Linked DNA regions of Pan troglodytes: region 2 is linked to region 1. The links are chromatin contacts, called in public Hi-C maps. All regions are on one chromosome and are shown on one strand. The core of a region is the stretch at or near the end of the contact, and the rest is flanking DNA. Distances in the headings are between cores, read along the strand shown. Region 1 has its middle 160 kb from the start of TNFAIP3. Region 2 overlaps LOC134810378 (a long non-coding RNA gene).

Region 1 (3,960 bases), core at 475-2,974:
TCGGCTGTAGAGAAGTTTGCACTCCTGTGGTTGTAGTGTCTCAAATTCTTCCCAAAAGCCTTGTTGGACTTTGTCTGTGGTCTCAGCTAATTTGCTTAGTTCTCAAACTCTGCTTTCTATTTCAGCAGCATTTATACGAGTCATGTTAAGGGGCTGCTTGAGTCGTAGTACTGTACCCAATGTTTCCAGCATAGGATTCTTCTTGTAATGTTCCACAAGATCCGTCAAAGAATCAAACCATTCTCCTCCACCAACGTCGTATTTCAGTTCCTGACAGCGAATCATGACGTGGATCACTTTACACTTGCTGTCGTTGCTCTCCTTTTTGTCATCACTGGTGCGCACAGAGAGAACAAAATCTCCAGGGTGGCTCTGGCTCTCTCGTATAAGAAAGCTACCATGTTTTCCTTTTTCAGTTAATTTCTCTGCTTCTTTCCCAAAGAGGTGTCCTTGAAACCATCTTTCAGAGGCAGGATCCGCACAGTTCAGAGGATATTTAAGCTCAACAACATCTCCATTCTTCTCTTTTAATTGCCTGTGATGTTCCATGTAATACTGGACCAACTCAGCCAAAGTGGCAAACTTTTCCCCCCAAACGGGTCCTAGTAATCAACAGTGTTCTGAATCTTGATGTGGGTGACAGCTCTATTTCTTCTAATGGAACATGTGAAGTCTCCAGGGGTACTTTTACTAGGCCTTGCCAAAAAACTGCGATCAACTCCTCTTGTCAACAATAGGTTTTTCTGCCTCCACACCACTGATATTTGGGTGAAACCATTGTCTCCAAGCCTCAGTTTCCTCCTTTCTTTTCTTTCTATAAGATAAAGATAGTAGGCTGGGTGCAGTGGCTCACGCCTATAATCCCAACACTTTGGGAGGCTGTGGCAGGAGGATCGCTTGAGTCCAGGAGTTCGAGGCCAGCCTGGGAAAAAAAGAGAGACTTCATTTCTACAAAAAATACAAAAAACTAACCGGGAGTGGCGGCTGCGGCGGGAGGATCACTTGAGCCCAGGAAGTCAAGGCTGCAATGAGTCATGATCACCCCGCTGCACTCCAGGCTACTTTATTTTTATTTTTAATGAACAGGGATCTTTTTAAAATGGAAGTGGTTGGTCCTTGATGTCTGGCTTCCCTTGCTAATAAATAAACCCAGAGAACTATTTGCAACGGTGTAGCATTTAGAATCAACAGGCTTCAAAACAGAGAGGGTCTATTCTGTTTTGTTTCGAAGTCACCCTTTGCACAAAACATATGGTAATCTCGGGCAGCCCATGAAGCAATCGGCAAGATCTGAAGGATGAGAACAGTGTGTTCTTTGAAATCCCTCTGACAAGCAGACAGTCCCTCCTTCCCTCAAACCATCCTCAAAGGGAAGTGTGTCGGCTTGGGCAGTAATGAGACGGTGTGGGAATTCCCCTGTCCCCTTGGTTCACTTTACAGACAAAGTTCATTAGGGTTAAAGATGGGTCATTCCCATCCACAGATTCCTTCACTTGAAATCAAGACTTCTTGGGAAATATAAATTTGGAGAGCAGGTAACAGTGAACTATAGTTCCCCCCCAAAACAAATTTTTTAAAAATCAGGTGGTATTAAAAATTGCTGTTTCATGACATTACCAATAGATGGCAGCACGGGATTCATCTTCGCCCATAAGCGGCTTCACCCCTGCTTTTCCTGGCGAATGTTCACTGACAACTCGGCCTCAGGACTTTGACGCTCTTGGTGTCATCAGAGAGCAATTTGAGGTGTGCAATAAAATCTTTGGGTTCCCCGCCCCGCCTTCTCTAGGTGACCTCAAACCACAATCACCAATCGACTGCGGTACTGTGACCTGGAAAAACAGCAAGGAAACTAAAAACAAAACAAAACAAAAACCCATCCTGTGAGCTCTGCAAAGGAGAACAAGATCATGGCACACAGGCAATTAGCAAACTAAATTGAAGATGAGTTCTGTTAGAAGAGTCAAAAAACAAAGAGAACAATTTTTGTGAATTGCGTTTTTAAGATCACTGCATCCAAACACTGGAGCTTCAACATAAAGACTCCTGAGCCATGTATTCTGACTTGACCCCTGCAGTTCCTTCCAGTTCCAAAAATCTCTGATCTGTGAATAGAAAAGTTCCAGCAGATACGTTTCTAAGAGCATGAAATTATTTCTAGATACTAGTCTAGTACCTACATGTATTAAAACACAAAAAGAAACAAACAAAAAGACCTTCATGCTAATCAAAATATTTTTTAACAGAAAGGAAACCAAAACCTATTGGACCCAGCCCACAAGAACTGTGTTTTTTCCAATGCACATAGCAATAGAGTCATGTTTTGAAAACCAATTATGTAGGCCATAACACCCATTGTAGAAAGAATAGAATAGAATAGAACAGATCAGAATGCATCACAGTCTGCAGGGTTGTAAAGTAAAATTTCTTGCTCTACATCATGGGCCAAAGAAAACTTGCAAAGCTCTATCATGGAGAACAGCATCTGTCTTCAACCTTTGTATCTTCCACAGCCCAACACCAACAAGCTCCTCACCATCAAAACATCTAAATGGGCAAATAGAACTTTTGGTGGGTTTGAGTGGCACCAAGCATCAAGCTGCATTAATACTCTTCTCAATCACTGTCATACAAATATGGAGAATTCGGTTATTTATCATCATTTTCTGCATATCCATACTATTCCAAGACAATCCCAATTTCTGGCTTTTTGTTCTACTCTTCCATAAGCATATTCATAGTGATAATGTTGTATGTCCTGAGTTTCAGTTTGGAAAATACAGTACCTGGTTAAATCAATGGGCATGGGATAAAAACTTTAATGTCTAAAGGGGCTGGGTAGGTAGAATCAATGAGTGAAGCAAGCCAGGAATAACAAAGGATTAAAATGTGGATTTTACAGGAGACGTATACATTTTTTAAAAGTTAATAATAACATTAAAAAAGGAAAGTGACATTGTGCGGGAAGAAGAAATTAGGTCTTCTATGGACTGAGTTTTATCCCTTCAAAATTCATATATTGAAGTCCTAGCTCCCAATGTGACTATATTTGGAGACAGGTCTTTAGGAGGTAGTTAAGGTTAAACGAGGGCATAAGGGTGGGGCCCTAATCCTGTATGACTGGTGGCCTTATGACCTTATTAGGGAAGGAAGAGATCTCTCTCTCTCTCCTTCTCTTTCTCTCTCTCTCTGTGTGAACGTGCACCAAAGAAAGGCATGTGACCGCGTTGCAAGACAACAAATGTGTGCAAGCCAGAAAGACAGCCTTCACCAGGGAACCGAATTAGCCAGCACCTTGATTTTTGACTTCCCAGCCTCCAGAACTGTGAGAAATAGATTTCTGTTGTTTAAGCCACCCAGGCTACAATCTTTTGTTACAGCAGCCTGAGCAGACTAACGCGAAGGCTTAGGCCTGGATGTGCTCAGGGCCCTCCAGGGGGCAACTTCAGGTTGAATGAAGCCCTGCAGATTGAAGGAAGCACAAACTCATTGGGGTTAATATCTGATGTCATTTAAGTATCAGTACTCATCAGGGCTCTGAAGTCCCGGGGCAACCTGTAACAGGATATTCATTCATTAAACAAATGTTTCAGGAGTACAAGATTGAAACTAGTTTGACCGTGAGTCAAGTGGGCCAAAGAACAGCTACTTGGAGAGCATAGAAAGAAAAGTGAGCAATTCCAGAAGAATGGGTGATCTCCAGAATTTCAGAATGAGCATCTAAGCACTCCCACACCCATGGGCCTGGGAAGAGATTGACATCAGCAGGGCAGGGACCATAGCATGGGCTTTCAATTTCATCTTCTCATCCTGCTCCAAGTCATTTTCTCTCCTGTTCTAGTACAATTCAAATATTATTTGATTTAAGCCTCATGGTTTTCAGAATTTCTTTCATTTTCTTCAATAATTATTTTTTAAGTACACATCTAGGTACATTGGTGAAGAAAACAAATGAAAATT
Region 2 (3,960 bases), core at 1,054-3,553, 240 kb after region 1:
ATACTATTCTACCACATTACTACTAATACTATAGTAATAGTTTTTAGTAGTTAATTTCCACTACCTTATACTGGTTTTTGAAAAGAATAATACTACTACTGTAGTAGTAGTATTATTCCTTTCAACAACTATTATATGGTAGTTAAAATTAACTACAATTTACAAATAAGTAAACAAAGATCATAAATATAAATAGCCTACTCATGATCACTTACCTAGCATACATTACAGCTTAAATTTTAAGAGTAAAGAGTTGCAAATAAATACAGATCTTAAGCCTGAATGATTGGAGGGAAGGTGTTACCGATGGCATAAATAGGGTTTTTGAACAGAGGTGACTCTAAAAAAAATGAACTCATGTTGTGCTGAGTGAATAGCTGGATATTCCTGGGAAGATGCCTCACAGACTATCGGACATACAGAACTTTTACTCAGATGAGAGGTGAGCGGTTGGAGATTTGAGCATTAGATGAATATAATATCTCAGTTGTGATCATAATACCATACCTGGAACACACACACACACACACACACACACACACACACACTCTCTCTCTCTCTCTCTCTGGGACCAAAAGAGTTGCTGCTCTTTGCTCCTCAAATAGGCCTTTCCCTCTCTCTAATTTCTCACCTTCTTATTCACCCAACCCCCAGCTGACATTTCCTTCCATCTTTTCCATCCTAGACCTTCCCCTGCAACACCCCATGTGCATTTTGGAGGCTCACTATGCAATCCTTAAGAATGGAATTAATTTCAACACCCTCAAGCAAATCTTTACCAGCTTATGTAGGATCAGGTTCAGGTGTCATGAACTTTTCAGAATAGGACAAATAAACAAAGTATCACAAAAACTCTTTCTCTTATATTTGTCTCTAAAAATAGCTAAAATTTATAGAGCATTGATATGCCAGATGCTAAGTATTATATATATGTTAACTAATTTGTTCTTTATAGCAACCCTATGAGGTAGGTGGTATTGTTTTCTCTATATTATAGTGGAAACTGAGACACAAAATAGTTAAGAAATATGTCTAATGTTACAAAACTGTTATGCTATGATTGGTTTGAAAACAACTGGGGTAGACTGGGTATGGTGGCTCATGCCTGTAATCTTAGCACTTTTGGAGGCCAAGGCACGTGGATCAGTTGAGGCCAGGAGTTCAAGTGCCCAGGTTGACCAGCCTGGCCAACATGGCGAAACCCCGTCTCTACTAAAAATACATAAATTAGCTGGGAGTGGTGATGTACACCTGTATTCCCAGCTACTCAGGAGGCTGAGGCACGAGAATTGCTTGAACCCAGGAGGCAGAAGTTGCAGTGAACTGAGATCTCTGCACTCTAGCCTGGGCAACTTCATCTCAAACAAAAAAAAAAAGGAAAGAAAAAGAAAAGAAACTGGAGTAGATTTGGAGGAAAGAGAGAGGAAACCTATAAGGAGGTTGCAGTTAGAGAAAAGAACATTTATAACTAAGATCCCAAAGGAAAAATAATCCCCTGGGATCTGCAACTCTTAGATCACCTCAAAATATAAAATATTAAAAATGAGAATGTCATGTCACCTCTAAAGCTCAGTGACATTTGGTGAAAAGAATAGCAGCCAAAACTTTTTAGTCTGGTCACTAGACATAGCTCTGCCAACAACCAGGTAAGAGATTTGAGGCAAATTCCTCTCTAATCTCTGGGGTTCAGTTTCCTCCTTTGTACTAGAAAGGGGCTTGACTAGTTAACTTCTGAGGGCTTTTATACTTGAATTACTACATCGGTTTATTAGGCTGCCTAGCTGTGTACATCACCAGTCTGCAAACATATTCTTCTTTAAGCACGAGTTTCTTCATGTTACTTCCCGACCCCAAAACACTTTTTGATGCTTTCTCTTGCCTTTGTGCTGCCATCCCCCAAATAGCTGTGACAATCTTGATATTAGAAATAGCCATCTTGTGGGGAAAAACCTCAAGCTTCCCATTTGTTTTCTAGTATTAACTGTCAGAAGAATTTACTGGTAATCCACTTAAAGAGATGAAGCCTTATTAAAACCAAAAACAAGTGGCTCATGGGAAAGCTTTTGTGCACTTGAGCATAACTCCTCATTTGTGTCAGCCAAAGGTTGTCCTGACTTATATTGTCATGCATTTTAACCAAATTAAGGTATCACATCATCATTACAAGTTTCACAATTTGTATCCCGGAGTTGTCTTGTTCTTTTTTCTTTTACCAAAAACATTGAGTTTAAGGAAAAACTTTAACCTGAAAAGTGAGCGGACTCACTTAGCACAATGTCAGCTGACCTACTTGTTTCAGTTTAAATGAAACTAACTTTTGCTCTTAATTCTCCCTTCTTCTTTCCTCTCCCCTACTCTCACCTACTTCCTGGAAAATGTCATTCAGGTCAGAGTTCTTATATGCAATGTGAGATGGTTTCTGTCTTCCCAACCAGGTGATTTAGCACCTGGGCCTGCATGTTGCTATAGCTGCAATGTTTAGACATGGGTTTGCAAGTGAGTAGAGTCTAAAAACAGAGTTTTGTTGATAATGTATATGCCACAGAATTCTTGAATTGCTTAGTTACCATTGAGCTTGGTTATAAGTAGAAACCACTTATTTAAAAAAGAAAAAAAAAAACCACCATTTGCAAATGAGATCTACTGAAAGGCAAACAAAGCCTCGTTTAAAAGTGTGGCTATTATCAGTAATAGCAATTATGATGATTTATGCTGCTTGGTACATTTCCACATAGGCTTTATATGCATTTTTAATAATAATTCTCAAAACCATGGAGGAGGGGGACAGGCATTCATTCATTCACTCGTTCATTCAATCAACTGTCCTAGCTTGTGAGAAGGACAAACGGCCAGACCGCTTTTTGAGACAATGAACAGGTAGTTAGAGAAAAGGTCGGGTATTTGCAGGGCTGATTGCATCCTGGGACTCAGAAGGTCCAGAAGTGATACACCAGGAGCTCAAGAATTGCAACCATAATTTATGCAAATGATTCACACTAGAGTTAATAGTACAAGTTACAGAAACCCGACAGCTGGACAGGAAGAGGCTATGTTAGAGTCAAGCCAACAGGTGGGCATCACCTGGGATTCATCATTGCAATCTTGCTAGAGCAGCATATTCCCACCTTGTCAAGAAGAAGGACCCACGTTTAACATCAAAATGTCTTGGGGACTCCCCACACGCTAATTGTCATCTTCTTTATATCTGTTAATTGAGAAATATATAACAATAAAAATCTGTTCATTAAAAATATATAACGATAAAAATCAACTAGGAATCAGCAGAGATTTAACATGAATTTATATTTCACTAATTCTACCAGTGCTATGCCAGTTTTCAATTTATTACCTCTTTGTTCCAGATTTCTTCAGCAGCTGCTCTACAAATATGCAATGGACCCTTTAAGCATTTCTCCTTTACAGTGAGCACAATGCTAAGCTTTGTCAGCAGATGCCACTGGAGCAGCATTGCAGAAGAAAGCGAGTTTCTCTTCCTGATTTTGGTGTGCTACTTTTCTTCTTCTTGCTCCAGCTGCATTATCCATCAGTGGTACTATGTATAAGACCATCCCGCTGTGCCCTGCCCTACCACCTGCCCAGAGGCACATCCCTCACTGACTATTTGGCCTGATTCTGAGCCTGTGGCCACCTTCTCACAGCCCTGCAACACAGGCACTGTGTGCTCCAGGCCTCACGTCCCCAGCAGTGGCCTGACTGTGCACTTAGCCACAGCCTCAGTTTGCCTGTGCTCCAAGAAATTGCATCCTATTTGCCCAGCAGCTATGGACCAGCTCCTGGTCCTGGAAAATAGCAGGCTTCTCTGACATCTAGTGGACTGCAAACACACCTTCTCCAACAAGGCCTGAACCCCAGCCTTAAGGAGAGAACCGTCTTTCCAAGTTGTCTTTCCTTGGGTACTCTCCCTCAATCCTCGGATACCCTTGAAAGTTCTCTTTACAT

What was found. A called contact is a pair of places that touch in the nucleus more often than the background predicts.
Region 2: a Hi-C map of blood shows a contact between it and region 1, with 5 times the contacts expected there. The contact joins two enhancer-like sites. A contact is called at or near these places in 3 of 7 Hi-C or Micro-C datasets (blood, induced pluripotent stem cells and stem cell-derived neural progenitor cells) and 1 of 1 other capture datasets (stem cell-derived neural stem cells).

The regions. Positions count from the first base shown.
Region 1 is chr5:149,546,272-149,550,231 of NHGRI_mPanTro3-v2.0_pri, forward strand. It overlaps the pseudogene LOC100610753. Among named protein-coding and RNA genes, the nearest start is that of TNFAIP3, 160 kb to the right of the region's middle. Within about 2 kb of position 1,725, at least 3 of the 24 cell types and tissues checked have an H3K27ac peak or open chromatin away from gene starts, as enhancers often do.
Region 2 is chr5:149,790,553-149,794,512 of NHGRI_mPanTro3-v2.0_pri, forward strand. It overlaps LOC134810378 (a long non-coding RNA gene), which reads right to left. Exons shown (of 4, transcript XR_010158208.1): 2 at 3,126-3,205. Among named protein-coding and RNA genes, the nearest start is that of TNFAIP3, 84 kb to the left of the region's middle. Within about 2 kb of position 2,304, at least 1 of the 24 cell types and tissues checked has an H3K27ac peak or open chromatin away from gene starts, as enhancers often do.